Regions from separate parts of the Mus musculus genome. Here region 2 is linked to region 1. The links are chromatin contacts, called in public Hi-C maps. All regions are on one chromosome and are shown on one strand. Each heading gives the region's core, a stretch centred on a gene start, on an enhancer-like site or on the middle of the called end of the contact. The rest is flanking DNA. Distances are from core to core; before and after follow the strand shown.

The links. Hi-C and Micro-C count contacts between places; a contact is called where the count stands out from the background.
Region 2: a contact with region 1 is called in a Hi-C map of B cells, with 6 read pairs. The contact joins the promoter of Fbrs here to the promoter of Spns1 in region 1. A contact is called at or near these places in 1 of 39 promoter capture datasets (pre-B cells) and 1 of 484 Hi-C or Micro-C datasets (B cells).

The regions. Positions count from the first base shown.
Region 1 is chr7:126,376,147-126,379,782 of GRCm38.p6, reverse strand. It overlaps Spns1 (spinster homolog 1), which reads left to right and starts at 1,849. Exons shown (of 12, transcript NM_023712.3): 1 at 1,849-2,946; 2 at 3,044-3,109. The coding sequence starts at 2,706.
Region 2 is chr7:127,477,238-127,480,873 of GRCm38.p6, reverse strand. Fbrs (fibrosin) reads right to left here and starts at 1,916. Exons shown (of 18, transcript NM_010183.2): 1 at 1,229-1,916; 2 at 759-938; 3 at 1-7. The coding sequence starts at 1,675.

The DNA of each region.
Region 1 (3,636 bases), core at 600-3,099:
TTGTATGTACATTAAGGTAAACAAGCAACCTGAGAGGGGTGGCTGACACCTTTAATCCCAGCATTCTGGAGGCAGAGGGAGGCAGGCAGATCTCTGTAAATCCCTTCATGCTCACTGCTCCCCTCCTAACCTTCAATCCATCTGCCACGGACTCAGCTTTTCTCAAATGCCAACATGATTTAAAAAAAAAATTTTTTTTGAGATAGAGACTCATTAGATAGCCCAGATAGAGTCAGTTTTCTGGGTTCAAGTGACCCACTTGCCTCCTGAGCATGTGGGATGCCTGGTGCGTGTGTCCAGACACTAGGTTTTCATTTGAATTGAGTAATGCAGTAGGCAACCTATTATGTCACGTTTCTTTCATCTCACAGTGTTTTACGTTTTTAATCTTTTATTACGTTTTTATTTTGTGTGCATGTCATGGCACATGTGTGAGGTAGAGGACAGCTTGTGGCAGGCAATCCTCTTCTGCCATTTGGATAGGGACAGAACTCAGATTGTCAGTATTGGTACCAAGTATTTTATCCTCTGAGCCACCTTGCTGGCCCTTACCTATTTTCGAACTCTCAATCTCTCTCTCTCTCTAACTTTCTCTTTCTCTCTCTCTTTCTTTCTCTGTCTCTGTATCTCATCATTATCTAGTCCAGGCTGACTTAAGACTCAATACAGTCCAGTCTTCAAATCCTCAAACTTTTATCTGCCTCTTCCTCTGCTGTGCTGAGAGGGATATTAAAAAAAAAAGATTTATTTTCTGTATATGGATACACTGTCGCTCTCTTCAGATACACTAGAGTAGGGCATTGGATCCAATGGTTGTGAGCCACTATGTGGGATTTGAACTCAGGACCTCTGAAAGAACAGTCAGTGTTCTTAACCACTGAGCCATCTCCAGCCCCAAGAGGAATCTTTAATTTTTTGTTTTGTTTTGTTTTGTTTTTTGTTTTGTCGAGACTGGGTCTTATGTACCCAAAGCCACATTAAAGTTAACTATTGCTATGTATCAAGGACCACTTTGAACTTCCAATTCTCCTCCTTCTACCTTTTGCAACGGGCTGGGTGAATGAGGTACTGGGGACTTGAGCCCAGGGTTTCAGGAATGCTTGGCAGTATTTACTATCAACTGAACTACATCCCAGTTCTGGAAGTGGGATCACAAAACAGTATTTTCATAGAATCATAGTATTTTGCATTCAGAATGTATGTATATTAAGGAAAACTAGCAACCTGAGACGGTTCGCCATGGAACACCTTTAATCCCAGCCTTCTGAAGGCAAAGGCAGGTGGATGCCTGTGAATTGGTGGCCACACTGGTCAAAAAAGGGAATTCCAGGACAGTCAGACATACAGAGAAACCTTGGAAATAAAAGAAAGAAAAATGAAAAAACAAGCCAAAAAAAAAAAAGCCTCTGCTCCGTGGGTGCTGAGATAAAAGGTTTGTTTAATTCACTGCCACACCTAGTGGGATTTTTTTTTTGTATGTTTTGTTTTCAAGACTAAAGGTATTAAAGGCATGTGCCACCAGCCAGATTGAGTTTGTTGTTGTTGGTTTATGATAAGGTTCCTCCGTGTAGCCCTGGTCACCCGGGAACTTGCTCAGTAAACCAGGCTAGCCTCGACCACAGAGATCGGCTGCCTCTGTCTCTTTAGTGCTGGGATTAGAGCCATATGCCATTTTTTGGTGCAGGGTACATTGCAGTTCATTGGTTCTGAGCCTCCGCCTGTCCTCCAGGAGAGACACCAGAGGGCGCGAGGACACTAGTCTTGGTTGGAGAAAAACTCGAGGCCATAGACAAAACATCCTCTTCCTCCTAAACTCTAGCATCTTTTCTTGGAGGCAGGGTCTCACTCAGTATGTAGCCCTGGCTGACCTGGAACTCGCTATGTAAACCAGGCTGTCCTTGAAATTGCAAAGATCTCCGTCCTTCTGCCTTCTCCTGGGACTAAAGGTATGCGCTACTACGCCCGACTCTATAGGAATCTAAATGTCCACAGTGAAAGCTCATGATTGGTAAACAAAAGGAGGCAGCTGCTCGCCGCTATTCATCCAACAATTACTGAGCAATGAAGCCATCAGCCAGTCACTGAAGAAGAAAAGAGGAAACAACTCACTAGCATCTGTAGAGATGTAATATTTCCAAATAATCCACTATCTCGTGAAATCGGATAAATGGGTATTCCATCTAGGCGATTGATTACACCAGCTTGCGAGGCCCCCTGGAGGCTACTGGTGGAAGTAGGAACGAGCGTCGGGTTACCATAGCGGAGGAGCCCTAGAAACCCTGGAGGCTTCCGTAGGCGGTGGCAGGTCACGTGTTCAATCCTTGCACCGGGTGACTTTCTCCGGTAGGGCTCCGGTGTCACATGACCTGCTCTTGGGCAACATGGCGGCAGTTGTGTTGCTGAGCTTGGACTGAGCAACAGCGAGTGTGGCGCGCTCCTTCCCGGGCTTTGGAGTGCGTCAGCGTGAGAAGAGGGACTGGGTCCTGGTCTTCCTGCTCCTGTCCCAGCGTCACCTGCACCTCCTGTGTGCTCTCCTCTGTCGGAACCAGAGGGAATGACGAAGCCCAGGGCTTTTCGCAGTGGTGCACTGTGCATCGGACCACGCTCCTAGGCGATAGTGGGCAAGTCTTCTCGCAGTCCTCTCTCCAACCTCCTTCCGTCGGAGGTAGGACCGAAGCGTGGGCGGTTGCGATTCCCCAGGGACCATGGCCGGGTCCGACACGGCGCCCTTCCTCAGCCAAGCAGATGATCCTGATGACGGGCCAGCGCCCGGCCATCCGGGGTTGCCAGGACCCATGGGGAATCCAAAGTCCGGGGAACTCGAGGTCCCAGACTGTGAGGGGCTACAGCGCATCACTGGCTTATCTCGGGGCCATTCGACCCTCATAGTGGTGGTTCTGTGCTACATTAACCTCCTGAACTACATGGACCGCTTCACCGTGGCAGGTACGCACTGATGCTCCGAAGAAGGGATATAGGCAAGGGAGAAGTTCCCCAGGATAGGGTCGCCTCTTGGCGCTCATTCTTTGTTTTTTCTTTCCAGGGGTTCTTACAGACATCGAGCAGTTCTTTAACATCGGAGATGGTAGTACTGGCCTCATCCAGACTGGTGAGTGAGGCTACTGCCCACACAACCCCTCGTTCTTAATTGCCTCAAGTAGGCCTACATACATGCAGGTTTGCCTAGTGAAGCTTTAGTGGCCAGGGCTCTTGGAGGCAATGGCCGTGGCTGCTCTTGGGCTGTCCACTTGAGCTGGGACATCGCACAGAGGGAGCCAGCTAGTTATTATGAGTCGGTAGGCAACACACTCATCCACTTTAAGCCTCATTTTTCTGGTCTGTAGAATGAAGCTAGTAATAAAATGGGCTAGTTCTTTAGACTGGTGTGAGGACTAGGTCATGCCTTGTGTGTGGCACATAGTGGGCACCAGGATACAATGGCAGGAGTGCTTGGCACTGCTGTGGGGGGAAAGTCTCCATTTCTGAGAGCCTATTATGTGCTAGGTCCTAGTAGTGCGCCCTAGAAGTGGTAGGGGCCCTACAAGGACGTTGGCCAGGTATTCTTGCCTATAGTTCTGTCAGCTGAGGAGTAGCATTCATTGCCTTTCCTATTTGTACTGGGAGAGCTACCTGTAT
Region 2 (3,636 bases), core at 667-3,166, 1.1 Mb before region 1:
AGAAGGCCTGAGAAAGACCAGAGTCCAGAAGTAAGGGAGGCTGACTGACCAAGCAACTGTACAAAGCCACTACTCCCAGCAAGACCTTCAAGAGGACTTAAAAGCTACTCTCCATCATGCTCTTGTTTCTCTGTTTACTTCCACCTCCGCTACCAACCAGCTTACTATTTTCCTAATACTCTAGGTTCTCAAATCTTAAAACTGTATTCAAAACAACTTTTCCTCACTTCTTTCCTCAGCAAACTTCTGACTACACTGGGGCCCAAGACGTTCTAGGGGGCTTTCCCTAACCGCAACCCTCTGCCCATCCCCCAGACAGAATGAGTGGCTTCCTCATGTGGGTTTCTGTAGCACTTTGCCTAGATCTCTCCCAGATCACTGCCTTACACAGCTGCTCAAGCTAGTCTAGGTGCTTGCTTTTTGGCTGTTTCTTTCCCCTTAGGCTGCCACCAGCTAGAGGAAAGGACAGGACATCTCTTATTTATAATTCAGCTGTCTTTGATGTATCTCTTGAATTATCAGCTTGTTAGTAGTATACATAGCACAAGCAAAAGCAAGTGAGTTTGACTCTAGTTAGGTCCTTCAGACCTGGATTGGAGATGGGGCTGCTGTCCAATTTGTTCTGCCTTCCCCTGTGCTCCTAGACACTAGGATTACTGCTGGGATCGGCAGTTGTGATGCTCGTGGGAAGTCAGTCTACAGGAATGATATATTCCGACTGAACAAATTGGAAGGACTGGAATCTGGGACATGCTCACCTCTTTCCTTCTTCGCTTATTGGGCCATTTACGGGGCCTATCCCCAGAGGGTCGGCCAGGCTCACGGTCTGAGCTGTCCCCTGGTTCCCCAGTGGCCCCACTGGAGCCCCCCCTCTTCCGTTTCCCAGAATGCTTCAGCCGATGTTCCAGTCGTTCTGGGGGCTGAAGAGATGCATCCTTCTGTAGAAGAGGTGGTGGAAATGTGGTTGGAGAAAGAAAAGCTCCTTAACTCTCTAAGGGTGACCAAGTTACTCAAGTGCCTCTCAAGCAGGGGAACCTAGGTAGTCCCCAGACACTAGCTCTACCTCCTCCCACCCCAGGGTGGGGCAGAAACCCGGCAAGAGGAGCCGGTTGCTCTGGTTTGGGGTGTCACCACTGCCCCCTCAACCCCATCCTCTGTAAGGGCTATACCCTTCTCTCTGCCCTTCTGACCCACCTCCCAAAGACCCCCAAATCCCATTAGGGCACACCTGCAAGGCCTCAAGGCTGGCAAAGCTAGCGATGGCAAAACCATCGATCAGGTCTTCCTCCTCTTCCTCCTCCTCAGGCTCCTCCTCGGCTTCTCCGTCGTCTGCGCCCCCCTCTTCCTCCTCGTCCTCTTCCTCTCCGCGGCTGCCCGAACCGGCAGGCCGCTTCCGAGCTCGCGGTCTCGGGGGTCGAGGCCTGGGTCGGGGCCGCCGCCGTCGTAGGCCCCCAGGCCGCTCTCCAGATGAAGCTGACGACCAGGGACGGGCGGGCGGCGGCGGTGACGAGGAGGATGAAGAGCCTCGCGGGGCGGCCAACAAGGCCCGGGGCGCGTCACCGCCTGGACCTCGGCGGCGCCGCTGCTCCCGATCACGGTCTCGCCGCGAGCAGCGTCTCCGTCGCCGCTCCCCTTCAGCTGCCCAGCCCGGGCCTGGGGCCGCGGCCGTCTCCATGGTGACGGCCCTCAGCGCCGCATCCGGAGGCGGCGGGGCCCGAAGCGGCCTGTCCACAGGCCCCGGGTCGCGAGCGCGGCGCTGGCGCTTGCACAGGGACGGGAGAGCTCCGGCTTCCTCTTTAAAACAGGATCCGCTGGCCTCTGGCTTGCCCCAAGGCCAAGGCCCAGAGAGCCGGCGCCGCCCCCGGGGCGACAAGCCTGAAGGCCCCCCCTGTAGGGCTGGCGGGGCCGCGACGACTAAAACTGGGCGGCCGTCCCTTTAAGGCGAGGCCTCAAATTGTCCAGCCCCCGGCCCCTTTAAGACGACTCCACCGTGTCCGGCTGGTCTAGTGCGGTGGCGGCCCCGTGCCAGGGGTCGAGGCAAGTCTCCCAGAGGAAGAGGAAGGACCACCCCTTTAAAAGGGGCGGAAAGCACGACTTCCCCTTTAAAAGTGTCTCAAGTCCTCCGGCTGAAAGAGGCCACCCCTTTAAAGAGTCCAGAGGCCTTCAAACAGCGAGTCGTCCCTTTTTAGAGAGCGTAGCTAAGTTTCTAGCCCTTCACAGGCTGTCACTTCCCCTTTAAGATGAATTTAATGAACTTCTTGCGTGGGGCAGGAGGTAGGAAAACTCCACTTGCCCCAATTCTTCCAGCAGGAGTTGTTTGTCAGCTTCTGCTGTCCCCTTTAAGACTGGCGTTGGAGTCGGCCGAGTTCGGTACCCACCCCTTTAAGGAGATTTAACGAGGTCTCCGCCTCCCGTAGCCTTGAAAGGTGCAAGGGGGCGGAGCCTGCCGTCCAAAGTCCCGGATGTGAGGCAACGGTGACGGATAGAGCTTCTCTCTCTGTCCTCCGACATAAAAGACTCTTCCTCCTTTCCTCCGTTCCTAACCGGCTTGTAGCTAGAAGGATCCGGAAAGGCCACTGGACAGTGAGGAACTCCGCCGTATCCTCCTGTTGTCTTCTTCGGCGTCTACGGCTCTTCTCCACCAGAACTTCCCTGCCCCTCCTCCCTCTTCCTCCTCAGCCAACGCCTCCTTCCTCTCTCCGCCTCCTTCCCCCTCCCTCCGAGGCTCAGTCGTTTATAGGTTGGCAAGTAAACGTCAATGCAAAGGGCGGAGTCAAAGTCGCCGGAGTGCCGGACGTAACAGCCTTCAAATGTGGGATTGGGTTGTCAGGTTAGCCCCGCCCTCCCCAGGTCTTGTGACTGGACTGGTCCGAAGTAGGTGTTTGGAGCAGTTCCTTAGGCCACCCGCCTCTTCCTGCTCTCTGTTTATTGGCCATCTACTGAGAGACAGTGCGAGGCACTGGGAGGTGGTGCCTGGAGTGGTAGGCAGCAGGCCACTGGTAGGCGTTAGGCTGTCCTAGGTGCGCTTTTCTGGTGTGTAGTGGCTGCCTTTTTGCCTGTTGGTATTTCGCGCAAGCGCATGGCGCTAATGCCTTCTGCCCGTCTTTGGGCGGATCTGTCTACCGTGGCGTCTCAGAAAACCCAAGCACGATCCGCGAGAGTCAGAGGTGGGGCGGAGACCAAGCTCCCAGTGGCCGTCCCTTCCTGTGCTCAACAATAATAAACACTTTGCACTCCAGTGCGAAGTACTCTCTCACATTAATTCACTTGGTAATGAGTTCCGAGGTAAATATTTGCTCTCCGATCCATTTTACCAAAGGTATCTGTATACAAACTGCCAGGATTCTAGCTCCAGAGTGAAGGTCCTGGCCACTGTGCCACCAACTGCAGCACTTAGGTTGTACCACTCTGATCTGATTGTTTAATGTATCATTAGTGTGTGGGCATGATGTATGTGAGGGTGCGAGTGCCATTAGATGTATGTTGAGACGAGAGGACAACTTTGTAGAGTCTTCAACATGTTCATGGGTTTTGGGGATCAAACTCTGGTTACTAAGCTTATGTATGTACCAAGCGCTTTTTCAGTGGAGCCATCTCACTGGCCCTGGCTGTTCTTTTAATGTGGACATTTCCTTG